Linked DNA regions of Acanthopagrus latus: region 1 is linked to region 2. A link is a contact called in public Hi-C data. All regions are on one chromosome and are shown on one strand. Each heading gives the region's core, a stretch centred on a gene start, on an enhancer-like site or on the middle of the called end of the contact. The rest is flanking DNA. Distances are from core to core; before and after follow the strand shown.

Region 1 (6,851 bases), core at 2,096-4,595, 130 kb before region 2:
TGAGACCTGATCTCATGGAATTCATCCATCCAAGTCCACTTATCCTTTACAGGAGTCGATCCAAGCTAACATTAAGCAAGTGGCGGGGTACGCCAGTGTCATCCCCAGATCGTAAAATACCAATCAAAATCCAAAAGCAAATCAGGATTTTGGTGTCAGAACCAAACAAAAGCGCTGGTACTTCATGATCTGGGAATGAGACTCAACAATTAACTGTCTTTCTGCATAATTACTTTAAAACTTACATAGAGTTGCTTTAAACATAAAAATTAGCTCGTTGACGGATGCAAACATCTACGTGATGCTGCCTGGTCTACATTTAAAGCTAAGTTTGGGACAGTGTTACCTATGAAGACAGTCTCTTACCAGATCAACATGGACACTGGATCAATGACACTTGTCATTTGAACTATTTTAGCGGCAGAAAATAGTCCAGAGTTAGCTATCATGATGCCACTGAGCAAGGCAGTGACCAACAGTAGAAACCAGCAGATGTGGATGTTCTGCTTGTAGCCGTGTGAAACAGGGCGTCGCTAGAAAAAGAGCATGTGTGGCCCGGAAAGGAAAAAGGTCAACAATGTGGCCTTTGTGTCAATTTTCTGCAGTAAATGCGTTAAAATGAGATTTTTATTTTGTCTCTGCAGTGGAGCTGAAATAGAGCAGAGGGATTATTGTTACGGGAGCGTTTTCCACCTCCTCCCTCCATCTGTACTAAACTGTCCCTGGTGTGGATACATTTTCAAGATTCTGGCATTTAGCTGCAGGGTCGGTGTGTGTGTGTGTGTGTGTGTGTGTGTGTGTGTGTGTGTGAGTGTGTGGGTGTGTGTGTGTGCAGGTTATTGTGAGTATACATGTCCCCAGAGTGGATTCGTTTTCACAGCTTGGTGGTGTGGCTAATAGCAGATTCAATTTGGCATCTATTTTAATCCCAAGGATGTGAAAGTCACAGCAGCGCTAATCATGAACCGGGACATCAATAACCCCGACAAACACGCACACACACACACACACACACACACACACACGTGCACCTGTGTGTAGGTTACATCTGGAAATACATCAGTAGTCACGGCTTCTATGTTATAGAAAGAAAAGTTTAAACGTAAACACTTCTGTGTTAAACAGATGTGCGATCTGTGAATCTGCTTCCAAACATCCTTGAGACCTCGATCGTAATGTAAAGTATCATGCAAGAGGAGGACAAACTAGCAGAAATTTCACGTCATCTGTAGCATTTTGCACACCTGACACTCACAGGTAGATTATCCAAACAGACCTTTAAAGTGAAGATCTTTAAGATTTTCATGAAATATAACCCCAGTTGTTGATGCTATCTATGACTGGAATGTTTTCTGCATTAATCACTGAATAAATATACTTCTCTATATGATTTTCATACCTCAACACCAAACAAATGCATGTGACTTTTATCAAATCTTGACACTGAGTGTGTCTTCTGTAAGAACACACACGTGTTGAGTGAAGTTGTGTGTGAATTGTTGACTAATGTATCATTCTTTTATTTTGAATTGTAATCCTGTTAGAAATCTCTCTTTCTTACTGAATGTACCTGTAATTTGATAACACCTTTTCTTGATGTAACCTTGTTATCTTCTTTGTATCCTGATTACTTAATCCTGTTACATGTACCCCATTAACTCCAAATCTGTTTAAGTATTAAAGGTGCACTGTGTAGGTTTGAGGAAAAAATGTAATCAGAAGAGAAAGATCTGCATTGACTGATTTCTTTTTAACCTCTAAACAAACTAAACAAACTCTCTTAGTTTTCATGACTGAATGAACACACTGACTTTAAAGGTGCCACCTCTCAACTTCATGCTCCAAACAAATAGAGAGCAACATGTCAGCAGAGTAACTGCTAACTGCTGCTAACGGTAGCTGCCCTCAGCTAGTTAGCTCGGTTAGCCGCGCAGCTAGCACAGGAGCTTTAGACTGGGACGGGGCGGGGCTAGCTGGTTAGCATGCTAACTTCAGTAGCTATCTCTGTGGTACAATACATAGACATCATAATTTTAAACAAACAAACAAACAAACAAAAACAATATTTATTCAGATGCTGATTATATCAGTTAACTTTTGCAAGTTTTCAACTAAAATTCTTTAGTTTTAGTATTATTACTTGAACCCTCTTTAAAGGGCAACACAATTTCATACTGTTTTACTTTGTTTACATGTGGCGGACCCTGCCACCTCTCTGTTCTGGGACCTTAATTTCCTCTGAGAACAGCTCCTTTATTCACCAACAGAAAAGATAAATATTTCTGTGTTCTGATTATCACCTCATTCATATTGCAAATATAAAAATTCAGAGTTTGATTTTTTTTCTTCTGCAAACCTACACAATGTCCCTTTTAAGTGACCTTTTTTCCTTTTCAAAATAAAACCTGCGTGCTGAAAAATAATCTCTCAGTGAACGTCACAGACTGTGTGTCCGCTAGATGACGCTGTTGCATCAACACTTTGTGCACCTCCTCACTCAGCAGTCTGCTTCCAAACCACTCTGATGTTTGTGACAATGAATGAAGTCTCAGGCTCGTACATTAAAATCAACATCTTGTGAGCTCAGGTGATCAATATTCATCTCTGCTGTCTGCAATCATCACGTCACGGCTGGTTTTCTCACTGTCACAATCATCCAAACGTCTGAACAACTTCTCCTCGGTGTCAGTGTGAAAGTGTCATGTTGGAAAACGAGCCGCCTGGTTTCTCTTGTAAAAACGAACATGTCGTCTTGTCTGCAGCTCCTGCAGGAAGCTCCACCTGCAGCCGTGCATGCGTGAAGACCTGCAGCTCGGTGTCATGACAAGAAACACGGTCCTCCTGGAAAGGAAACGGCAGCATCCTCTAAATCTAGATTGCATGGACCCCCCCTGCCTCCCATCAAGCCATAAATCTGGGGGCAATTCAGCTCGGAGACAGTCACTGACTCTTATCTTGGACAAATATTTGCTTCCTCCAGGAACAGACAACAACACCGATGTCTCACTGGGAATTCCCACAGATCAGCAACTTTGCACTTCATGGTGCCACAAAGATTCAACCCCCCCAATCATCAAAGCCTCCCTGCAGATGTGCTGTATTATGATGGTTTGTGCGCACACCCAGGCACCAGGGCCCGTGATAAAACTTGCCTACACATTTTAGCCCCGAGGGTTGCGTGACTTCCACCAGGCGCTGCTGCCCAAAGTAATAATTTCCAGGGAGCATCAGAGTAAACAGCTAGGAAATTTAAAAAAAAAAAAAAAAAAAAAAAAAAAAAAAGGGGGGGGGGGGGGAAACCCCGCTGTGTCGAGATTTATGCGCTTTGACATCTCACTGTCTGATTCCTCAGCTGTGATTTAAAGTTTTAACATCAGCTCGGAACACAAAGACATTCAGGAGATTTCTTCCTCCAGATCTGCTCTCCTGGACTCGGTGCTCGGAGTTTTTAAGTGTTTGAGTCGATCTGTCTGGTCCCTGTTTAGTTAAGTTTTCCTTTTTTTTTTGTTCTTTTCTTCTCCTTCTCCCTCTCTCCTTGTGGCGTGCTGAAGGAGTGGGCTGGTTCTGTGTCTTGGAGTCGTCTTCCTACGGAGAGCGCAGGGGGAAGAAAGTTCGCACCAGCTCTGCCTCCAATCCAGTGGAGGTTTCAATAGCAGCGGCGCGGCAGGGGAGGGACGCACTGCCAGAGCTCAGGATACCCACACACTCACTCACTCACTCACACACACACACACACACACACACACACTCACTCCTGCCCACCAGAGACCAGTTAAATCCGCAAGAAAACTGCAAACACGCACCAGAGCAGCAGTCTGCCTAATCCGCTTGATAGGCACCAGCACTGAGGGAACTACTGGACACTGCACGGGACCAAACTTTTCATTTTTCTTTTTTTTTTTTTTCCAGTCGCTTTTAGTTGTCAGGCACCTTTTCTTTCTTTTTCTTTTCCTTTTCCTTTTTCTTTTTTTTTTTGGTTTTGAAAACCTTGGTGATATCAGAGTGGCTGTGAGAGACAGAGAGCGAGAATCATCCTCCAGAGAAACTTCGCCGCGTCGCGTTATTCCTGAAGGTAAGAGACTCTCCCCGCATGCTCGTTCCTCCCGGCGCGTCTCATCCAAAGCTCCCTTTTCTTCCCCCAACTTTTCCTCGTGTTATTTTTATTTTATTTTATTCTAAATGTGCATAAACGCTTCATATAAATTCGGAGCCGGACTCCCATCGAGTTAAAGTGGTGCCTTTGAAACGTCTGCCAGAGAGGGGAAGAGAGGGGAAGAGAGGGGTTTTTGCGGTTTACAACTCCGGGAAGTCAAAAGTTTTCAAACGCATTTCAGTCAAGACCGAACTCGCATGTTCTTTTGCATCTCATCTTATTCTGTGGACTGCATACGTGCACGCGTATGGAGCCGTCAAACTGGTGAACTTTGTGGAGAGATCCTCTCCGCTTTTGTGCCTCCTGAAGGGTTCCCATGCTCCCCGGGGGCGACGCAGCAGCAGCACCCAATTAAAAAAAAAGAAAAAAAAGAAAAAAAAGAAAAGGCGATTTATCAATATGAGCCTGTGGGTTAAAACGCGCTGTCGTCTCCATCACACACACAATTTTCATTTTTTGCGCAGTTCGGAGAAATGTTTGGGTTGTTGCTTTTACGCACCTGTGAGAAGCCCGGGACGCACGCGAGAGGAGCGAAGAAATTCAGGTTTAAATGATTTTCCACTCGTCAGATGTCTAAAAGTAAATGATTCAGGGCGGATTAATGACACTTCAGCTCATGTTGGGAGTTGTTTTTTCCCCCTCAGAGCCGTGTTTTTTTTTTTTTCCCCCCCCTTTCCTTTAATGAGAGACATACCCGGAGTGGAGGATTTCAGAATAACTGTATTTAGCAGCCGGCTGAAGCCACACTGACTGACTGGCTGCCTCCCTTCTCTCTCTCTCTCTCTCTTACTTTCTCAGGAGAATGAATCATGAACACAAGAAAAAAAAAAAAAAAGAGAGAGAGAGAGAGAGTCTTTAAAATGGGAAGGTCTGCGTCGCATACCGTAACTAAACCGTGATTTGCATATGAAAACTCTCGGGCTGAAAGAATTCCGCCAGTGTTGCTGCAGCCGCCCCGCGTCCAGAGCGCGGTGACAGGCTGCGGTGTGTGTATGTGTGTGTGTGTGTGTGTGTGTGTGTGTGTGTGTGTGTGTCCTTCCTCTCCGGTGTCACACATCCAGAGTCACTGGTGGAAGATTAAGGACAAGTTTTTATTTCCTTGTTAAATTATTCATCATATCCACACAAGCACACACACACACACACACCCCTCTTCTGCCCCTCTTCTTCTCGCCCACCCCCAACCCAGGCGGTGCACATCCATTTTGCAAAAGCCCCCCATTATGCTCCCCTCAGACGGACAGACAGAAGCAGGGAGGCTCACACTTGCTGCTGAACAGGCTCCTTTTTCTGTGTCCCTTGCTTCCCCCGAGCTCAAACTAAACTGAGCATGATTGACTCATTTCCCACGATGCAGCCCCCCCCCCCCCACGAACCGGGCCTGCATGGTGCATGATGGGCAGTGGGTGGATGACTTTCCCATGGGGGAGGCATTTTCTCTTCTAATCTTTAATCACCCTTGCAGCCACAATGCCAGCGCATCAGTCAGAGCCACCACCACCACCACAACTCACTCCCACCCTCACTCGCTCACTCCCATCCTGAATGGGCCGACCTGACCCTCCTTATAGAGACATTCCAGGATGCAGCTCGAGCTAAATGCACGCTCCAGAGATGTGGACTATAAAGAGGCAACGAGGGGAGGGGAACTGGGAGTGGGGAAGGGGGGGTGGGAGGGTGAGGAGTGGGGGGGGGGAAGGGGAAAAGGAAACTGGGCTCTCCTTCCCCATCTCTGCTATTGTGCCAGCTTTCGTGGTTCTGGTGATGTGGAGGGTTCAGAAACTCAAACTGTGAGTGATGTTGTGGATGGCGAGGAGACAGCTCCTGCATGATAGTTCACACACACACACACACACACACGGCAGATACAAATCTCCGTTATTGGACCCGAGCCCTCGCCACAGGCTCAACCAATCCATTAATGAGCTGTTTAGCTGTCCAAAAACACCAGACCTGCTTTAGTTTGGCCTGCCTATAGCGCAGGTCCAGGTCCTGTGTGGTTCCATCCTTGGCTCGGTGCCCCCCACCTCCCACCCCTCATATACACTCCAATCCCCCCACATTGGCCCTGAAGTGACAGCGGTGATGGAGCTCGCTACCGAGGGCCCGCCATAAATCTGCCTTCAGACTCCCTTAAAGAAAACACACAGAGGCTTCAGGTCCCCCGGCGGCGAGCGAGCGAGCGAGCGCTGCCTGCCAGGCGTCTTGTTGGGTGGAATCCGAAATGTCTCTTTATTTGTGTTGAAATTAAACTGTCTTTTTATTCCCCTCCCGTTCTGTTAATGAGCTCCATGTGGCAGCAGGCAGGAGGCTTATCCGTCCTGACAAGGAGCTGGAGGGGAGGAGGAGGAGGAGGGAGAGAGGGAGAGAGAGCGGTTAAACAAAGTGAGGGGAGAGGAGAGAAGGGAGAGGAGGAGAGAGGAGAGAGGAGAGAAGAGAGAGGAGAGAGGAGAGAAGGGAGTGGAGGGAGGAGAGAGGAGAGAGTAGAGAAGGGAGTGGAGGGAGGAGAGAGGAGAGAGGAGAGAAGAGAGAGGAGAGAGGAGAGAAGAGAGAGAGGGGAGGTCAGAGGCAGTTTGGTGCACACACACATATATACATGCGTGTGTCCTGCTCCACCTCCATGTGTGGAAAACAGTGTACTGATAATCAGTGTGATCCTGCTGGAGAGCTCGCACACACACACACACACACACACACA
Region 2 (6,753 bases), core at 3,649-6,148:
TAGGCCTATTTATTCAAACACACACATGCATTGAATATGAAGCTCTATGTGTCTTACTTTCGCTATTGCTAACAATGTATGCTAAATCAATGTGGAGGAGCCAAATGGTACATAGTTCCTTTACTGAAAAATTGTTGATTTTCCAAAGAAAACAGTTATTTTAAAGCCCTTTGTTTTCTAACCATAGCTCACGCTGTTAGTCCGAGGACTCACATTCAGTTCATCCTCCACTTTTGGTTCAATTCCTCACGACTTGTTTTCTCTATTGAAAAACTTTAAGTGGTTTGTGGCAGCAGATGTGTGTGGACCTGCATCGTTTGCCATAATATATTACAAGTGTTCGTTAAATAGTGAGTAAAAGGTGGAAAAGTGTCTCCCCTGTGCGTTCAACACACACATTAAATATGAAGCTCCAAAACCAGATGAGCTCAGCTGAGTTCAGGTGATTTACTGTATGATTTTTGGGCGGCTGCAAGCACATTTCACAGCAGTGGATGGTACCAAAATATCTAAGAGGGGGTACGATTGATGTAATATATGTGTGTATTATATTTGCTTTAAAAGAGATGATTCAACATTTTGGGACAGGATTAGATGTTTATTTGCTGGTTGCTGAGTGAAAAATGAGTCGACTGACACCACTCACGCACCAGATTGCCAACAATTTCAACAAAAAGTTATCTTAGGACAGTTTTCATAAAAGAGGAGGTCTGGGCCGTTCTCTTTAAAATTTACCGAGACCCAACGATCCTCCGTGAGTGAGCGCTTGATGACAGCAGAGAGGAAAAAAAAAAAAACAAAAACTGCCTTCACGGGCAAAAAAAAAAAAAACTCATCTCATCTTACCTCAGCAAGAAAGTTGAGTGAGCCTCCCCCCACGAAATGTCAAACTATTCCGTTCATACAGTCGAATCTGCCCTTTTCCCTAAAAAATTATTAATCACTGGGAGACATGTGGTATATTGCGGGCCTTCAACCAAATAATATCATGTTCACGCATCACGTTTTCCCTCTCATGTGGTGAGAGGTGATATCATGCTCCCGCTCATGAGGAGCTGCATGTGCTGTGCATTTATTCAGCCTACTTTTTTTTCGCCGTCTATTAATGACTGATATTCTTCTTCTCGGTGACTGGAAACAGAATATTGGCCACTTGATGTGACAGAGCAGTAAAGTGTGATTTATGTTTCAAAGGTCTAATTGGCAGCATTTCCTCCGTCTCCAGGCTGCACTAGTCAGATTTCTTGACATATCTGAAAACCTTGGGAGATATATACTTGGCCTTAAACGGCGCTGGCTGGTCTCGGATAATTTATCTCTGTCTAGAGCGACCACTGAATAAAGAGCAGACCTGCTTCTGTGGCGAACTGCATTTCTCTTTGGAAATATCAATTTACGTGGTTCAGCAGAACAATGTCCTGATGGAAAAAAAAAAAAAGAAAAAAGAAACACAATAAAAAGGTTATAGATGCAGGCAGTTTAGGAAGAGCTCATATAATTTTACACCAAACTATATTTTTTTCCAGCCGTTTTATCATAAAATCCAAATATATCGTCCCTTAAAATTTTATGTGCTGTAATATGATACAGAGTTCAATTTCCCAGGACAATTTTGATAAAGTAGACGTTAACTGGAGTTGTTTTTGTGAGCGAGTTTGAAGGCTGTGGCTCTCTGGATGGCCCTGATTTTTGGTCTCAAATGTCTCAGCGACTGGAATTTGGTCCGGGTGAACTGTCACACATGCAGAGAGAGCCAAAAAAAAAAAAAAAAAGACCCAAATGCAGACACAGGAAAAGTCAACCGCAAACGTGACCTTTAATGAAAGTCGATCACCAGCTCAAATAATCCCCCCAACAAAAGGAAGACACAGATGCACCAACACAGGCTTAAATAGAAGCAAACCTAATGAGGAGATGAGGTGCAGGTGGAGTGAGGCGGAGAAACACAGGTGAGGAAAATAAAACAAGACACTCTAGAAACATGGAGGAGGAGCTGATGGGCTGGAAAGGACGGAAGAAGGCTAACGAGGGAGATGCAGTGCAGGTGATGATGAGGGCGAGCAGGCTGGGGAAGGACTCAGGTAACAGGGCCGAGCTCATTCATCAAACTCAGCACAGGTGTGGAGGGAAAATCAGGCCACACGAAAAGAGCAGGGAACAAGGAACGCTGGAATACGGAGAAACCAGAAAACACGTACACAACACAGACATGACGAATCTGATGACAGGACTCAGGTCTCAGTGTCCTGTCAAGTTTTGCTCCACTTGAAAGTGAAAAGCACACACACATATGATGACGCCGTTACCAAACAAGTATGACAAAGTAGGGAGGAGTTTCAGAGGTCGGTGGATGGAGCGAAAGTCAACGTTGACTTAAGTAAACTGATGTTTGTCACTGAAAGGAGATATTACACTCATTTTCAGGTTCTTAATTTTATTTTGAGTCACTACCAGAAATCTTTACATGCTTTAATAGTGAAAAAAGAAAAAAACAACTGTATTCTCCTTCTGTCTTAAACACAGGGTTCTCTGTGGGAAAGAAAAGCTCCAATCACAGTGGATGTTTTACAAACACAAGAACATGAAACAAAACACAGAAGAAAAGGAAAACATGAAAAAGCACGAGGTCTTCTTTAAATTGGCAAACTTCATGTCCATCATGTTTTTAATGAACATACACCATGTACCTTGATCTTTTTCTAAACCTAAATCTAAAGTACTTTAGTTGCCTTAAACTAACCAAACTAAGACTGTGAGCTTAAATGATTGACAGCAAGTTTTATTTTGAAAGTCTGCAGAATGAGAACGTGCACTTTGCACATCTTGGTTTATAAGATATGGCGTGATAACGTGTTGGATTACCAAATGCTGGCATACAAACATTTGTTAGCATGTTAAATACTAAAAACAGTCAATGTCAGTGTTGTCATTGTGAGCATAGCGGTTAGCTCTCCCTGTGTACAGCCTCACATGACTATAAAGTCTTGAAAGTAATCAGTATATTTCTATCATATTCATTTAGATTTTACCTAGAGTTATATAATGTTTGTTTCAAAAAGTTAAAAACTGATCGTGTCTCTGTTCTCTCTCCTCCGTGACGACCTCAAACGTCTCTTCGTGACTGAAGCTTCTGTAATAAAGCTGCAGTGCTGTAAAATCCAGTATTTTTGCATTTTAAACAACATCACTCCACTGACATTTAAAATGATTTAAACCTGCTATTGATTCATTTTTCACCCTGTTTTAACGTCACAGGATTTATTGTTTCTCTCACTTGTGATGAATGACAGATCCCAGCTGAGTGGCCTCCTGTAAACAGCATCAGGGCTCAACTCGTCGTGAGCTGGAACTTTTGCAGCTCTAATTTGGATTATTCACAGTGCTGTCACTGCTGTGTTATGCAAACATACAGTCCACGTCGGCTTCATAAATCCTCATGTAATGTCTGGCGTAGGGAATTATCTTAACACGGCGAGAAAAACAAGCAAAGCCTTTTAGCTGTTGAGGCAATATCGATTTGATTTGCTCACTAAAAAGGGGAAAATTTATAGATGCGCACTGTCATCTCCAGAGGGCGATATAAGTTTCCCTCCGGAGGAAAGGATACTGTCTGAGCGAGGCGTGAAGAATCGGGTCCAGATTCAGCGGGAGCGCTGGGCCCCTTCGCCAGTGTACAACATGTTATTAAAGGAGAGAAAGTTGTTACAGGACTGTTTCTCTTGAAGGTAGCCCAAAGCTATCCAGTTCTGTGGTCGCAGGAAGAGAATTTATTTCTCGCAGCGAGACAGCTGACGACACTAAACCCCTCGTCTCAGTTTCCCCGCCGTCCTCTCTCCTTCCTCCCCGCTTTTTTTCCTTCTTCGCTCGCTCCGAGTTGCTGCGTCAGCTACTCTCGTTTTCACAAACCGCACACTTTCACTTCGGGGAACAGTTTGTTCCGACTGCTCAAGATGGAGGATTTCTTCACAGTCAGCTGCGTTGTTTGTTTTTACTGAAAATTGATTTGGCACCAAACTGGGAAAATGCCAGCCATAAAACGAACATAGACAAGTCATTTAAATATTTTGGTATCAAGTCAAAGTTGTGTATTTCCTGTCAAGTCATCAAACGGTGACTCAAGTCAACGTTAGTTGAGGTCACAGTGACGAGAGTCCACATCTCTGGTCAGCGCCTGGTTTGCATCTTTAGTTTGAAACATCTAACTTCCTGAATCTTAATCTAAGATTCAAAGGTGCACTGTGGGGTTTTGGTGAAGAGAGAGGAGATTTCAGAAAATATTCATTGGCTCATAAATAAACAAACTGACCTTAAATGTGCTGTTTGCAAGAAAAGTTGAAAAACTGACACTTTGCGGTGTAAAACTGGTCGGCAGCTGCATGAAGCGTCAGTTCTTGACAAATTTGGAATGAGTCTCAAATCAAAATTTCTTACAAATAATAAAAATAATAATATAACAATTTCATACTTTGCTTATATGTGGCGGACCCTGCCACGTCTTCACCACTTCAGATAGTGTTCTGGGACCTTTTTTTTTCCTCTGAGAACAGCTTGTTTATTCAGCGAATTAATAAATATTGTAAATATTAAAATTCTTGAATTCCTTCTCCAAAACTACGCACTGCCCCTTTAAGTAATTTCACTGTATTTGATTCTGTTCTGCTCAGGGGTCCTGGGAACGTTCCCGTACAGACACATCACATGTATGTCAGCACATGTCCGCTGGCAGTCTTGCAGAAACTAAGTTTGTCTCACTGAAGTTTGATCAGTCTCACGTTATTTTCCACTCGTGGACAGTTGTGTGTCCTGGCAGACCAGCTGATGCATCTGTGGGACAGGAAGTTCTTCCCAGCGACAATCTGCAGTGGACGCTGATAACAAAGTTACACATGTTGGATATACTCTGTGACCGACAGACGGACAGACTGAGGAGGTATAAGAGCCCTGAAGTGAGCCGAGAGAGTGTCTTTGTTTCTACAGTCTGAACATGATGCGGACACTGGTCCTCCTGCTGCTTCAGGCAGCATACGGTGAGTAGTAAGAATACAGATGTGAGACACTGAGATTAAGGAATTTCAAGTTATCAAATTCATTATTATGTGTTCGTAGTTTTTGGATGTGGCGTACCTGCCGTCCAGCCTAACACCAACAACAGGGTGGTGAATGGAGAGGATGCTCGTGCCCACAGCTGGCCATGGCAGGTAACTGTAACCTTACTGTCTTATACTCACCTGTGAGAAGAATTTTATAACTATTCGCTTCTATAATTGTGTTTTTCCTCTCAGATCTCCCTGCAGGTGAAGCACGGCAGCCGTTACCATCACACTTGTGGAGGGACTCTGATTGGGCCTCGCTGGGTGCTGACGGCCGGACACTGCATATGGTGACTAAGAATACGACATGTTGTGCCACTGTGTGATTCAACCAGTGGGACCTGAAGGAAAACGTTCTTGTCTTCCAGGCCCGGAGACGTGTACCGTGTGGTCCTGGGAGAACACGACATGACCCTGCAGGAGGGCACAGAGCAGATCAGAGATGTCCTGCGCATCATCGTCCACCCCAACTGGGACATTGACTTTGTGGCTGATGGGTGAGTTTATTTCGACTTGGGAACAGGAAAACATTCATTTCTCTGCTAATTTTTGAGCGAACAATGGCATTACCAGGCATAAATCACACAGTTTGATCTAAACAAATCAACTGATTTCTCTCACAGTAACGATCTCGCCCTGCTGAAACTGGATAAGAGCCCCATTATGAATGACAGCGTCGGCGTGGCTTGTCTCCCAGCGGCCGGAGAGATCCTCGCCCATGGGACATCCTGTTACATCTCCGGCTGGGGAAACCTCTACAGTAATGTCACCCTGTCCTCATCTGTCCTCCTGCGTCTGCACTGACTGCTGCAGATCTCATATCTCAGGGTTCATATGTGTAGAAGATGAATGAGTGATTTGAGCTCAGAGTTTAAATGTGACTATCAGTTCAACAACTGAACAATTTGCTCTTTCTGCCACAGAAACTCTAATCCCACCAAAAATACACTACGTTAAACACAAGTTTCTGTTTTCCCTGCAGGTAGCATTAGCCGGCTAGCTCTTTGTTTTGATTCAGAAACAGTTTGTGTCATCAGTAGACAGAATTTCATTTTCAGATGGATAGAACCATCTCTAAATGATGTTTCAAACGTCACCAATTAATTATATTTGTGAGAAAACTGATGGTGTCTTGATGCTAGTGCATGGGAGGCACAATATTAGCCTAGTCTAGGGTTGCTAGCTTGACAGGGAGGCTTGCAGTGTGGGAATAGTTGTCCTGAACTGTATGAGGAGAAATTTGTTTCTGTCACTGTAATGAAAGAAAACCCTCACTGGGTAGATAACTGTTCAGATTTACAGTAACATTAGCATGTGGCTACTTAATGTTGCTAACAGCTATCTATCCGTCTGGATATTCAAGGATCAAAAATGTCAAAAACAACACATACGATAACGTAGACTAGGTTCGGCACTACACTGTGCAGGTGGAGAATTTAGTGAGCTGAGCAGATACAGATGATTGTGTCGTATTGTATTAAGAGCTTGTCTTTTCATTGCTCTCTCTTAGTGCATGTGTGTGTCCTCTCTGTGTTTAGCTCACGGTCCTATGCCTGACAAGCTGCAGCAGGCCTTGCTGCCTGTGGTGGAGCACAGTGTGTGCACGCAGAGCGACTGGTGGGGCGGCACCGTGAAGAGCACCATGGTCTGCGCAGGAGGAGAC

The links. A called contact is a pair of places that touch in the nucleus more often than the background predicts.
Region 1: a contact with region 2 is called in a Hi-C map of muscle, with 2.6 times the contacts expected there. The contact joins the promoter of ndnf here to the promoter of LOC119029015 in region 2. A contact is called at or near these places in 2 of 4 Hi-C or Micro-C datasets (both in muscle).

The regions. Positions count from the first base shown.
Region 1 is chr11:6,753,560-6,760,410 of fAcaLat1.1, reverse strand. ndnf (protein NDNF) reads left to right here and starts at 3,345. Exons shown (of 4, transcript XM_037116058.1): 1 at 3,345-4,072.
Region 2 is chr11:6,625,124-6,631,876 of fAcaLat1.1, reverse strand. LOC119029015 (proproteinase E-like) reads left to right here and starts at 4,898. Exons shown (of 8, transcript XM_037115516.1): 1 at 4,898-5,027; 2 at 5,107-5,198; 3 at 5,283-5,380; 4 at 5,459-5,587; 5 at 5,714-5,850; 6 at 6,629-6,753. The coding sequence starts at 4,985.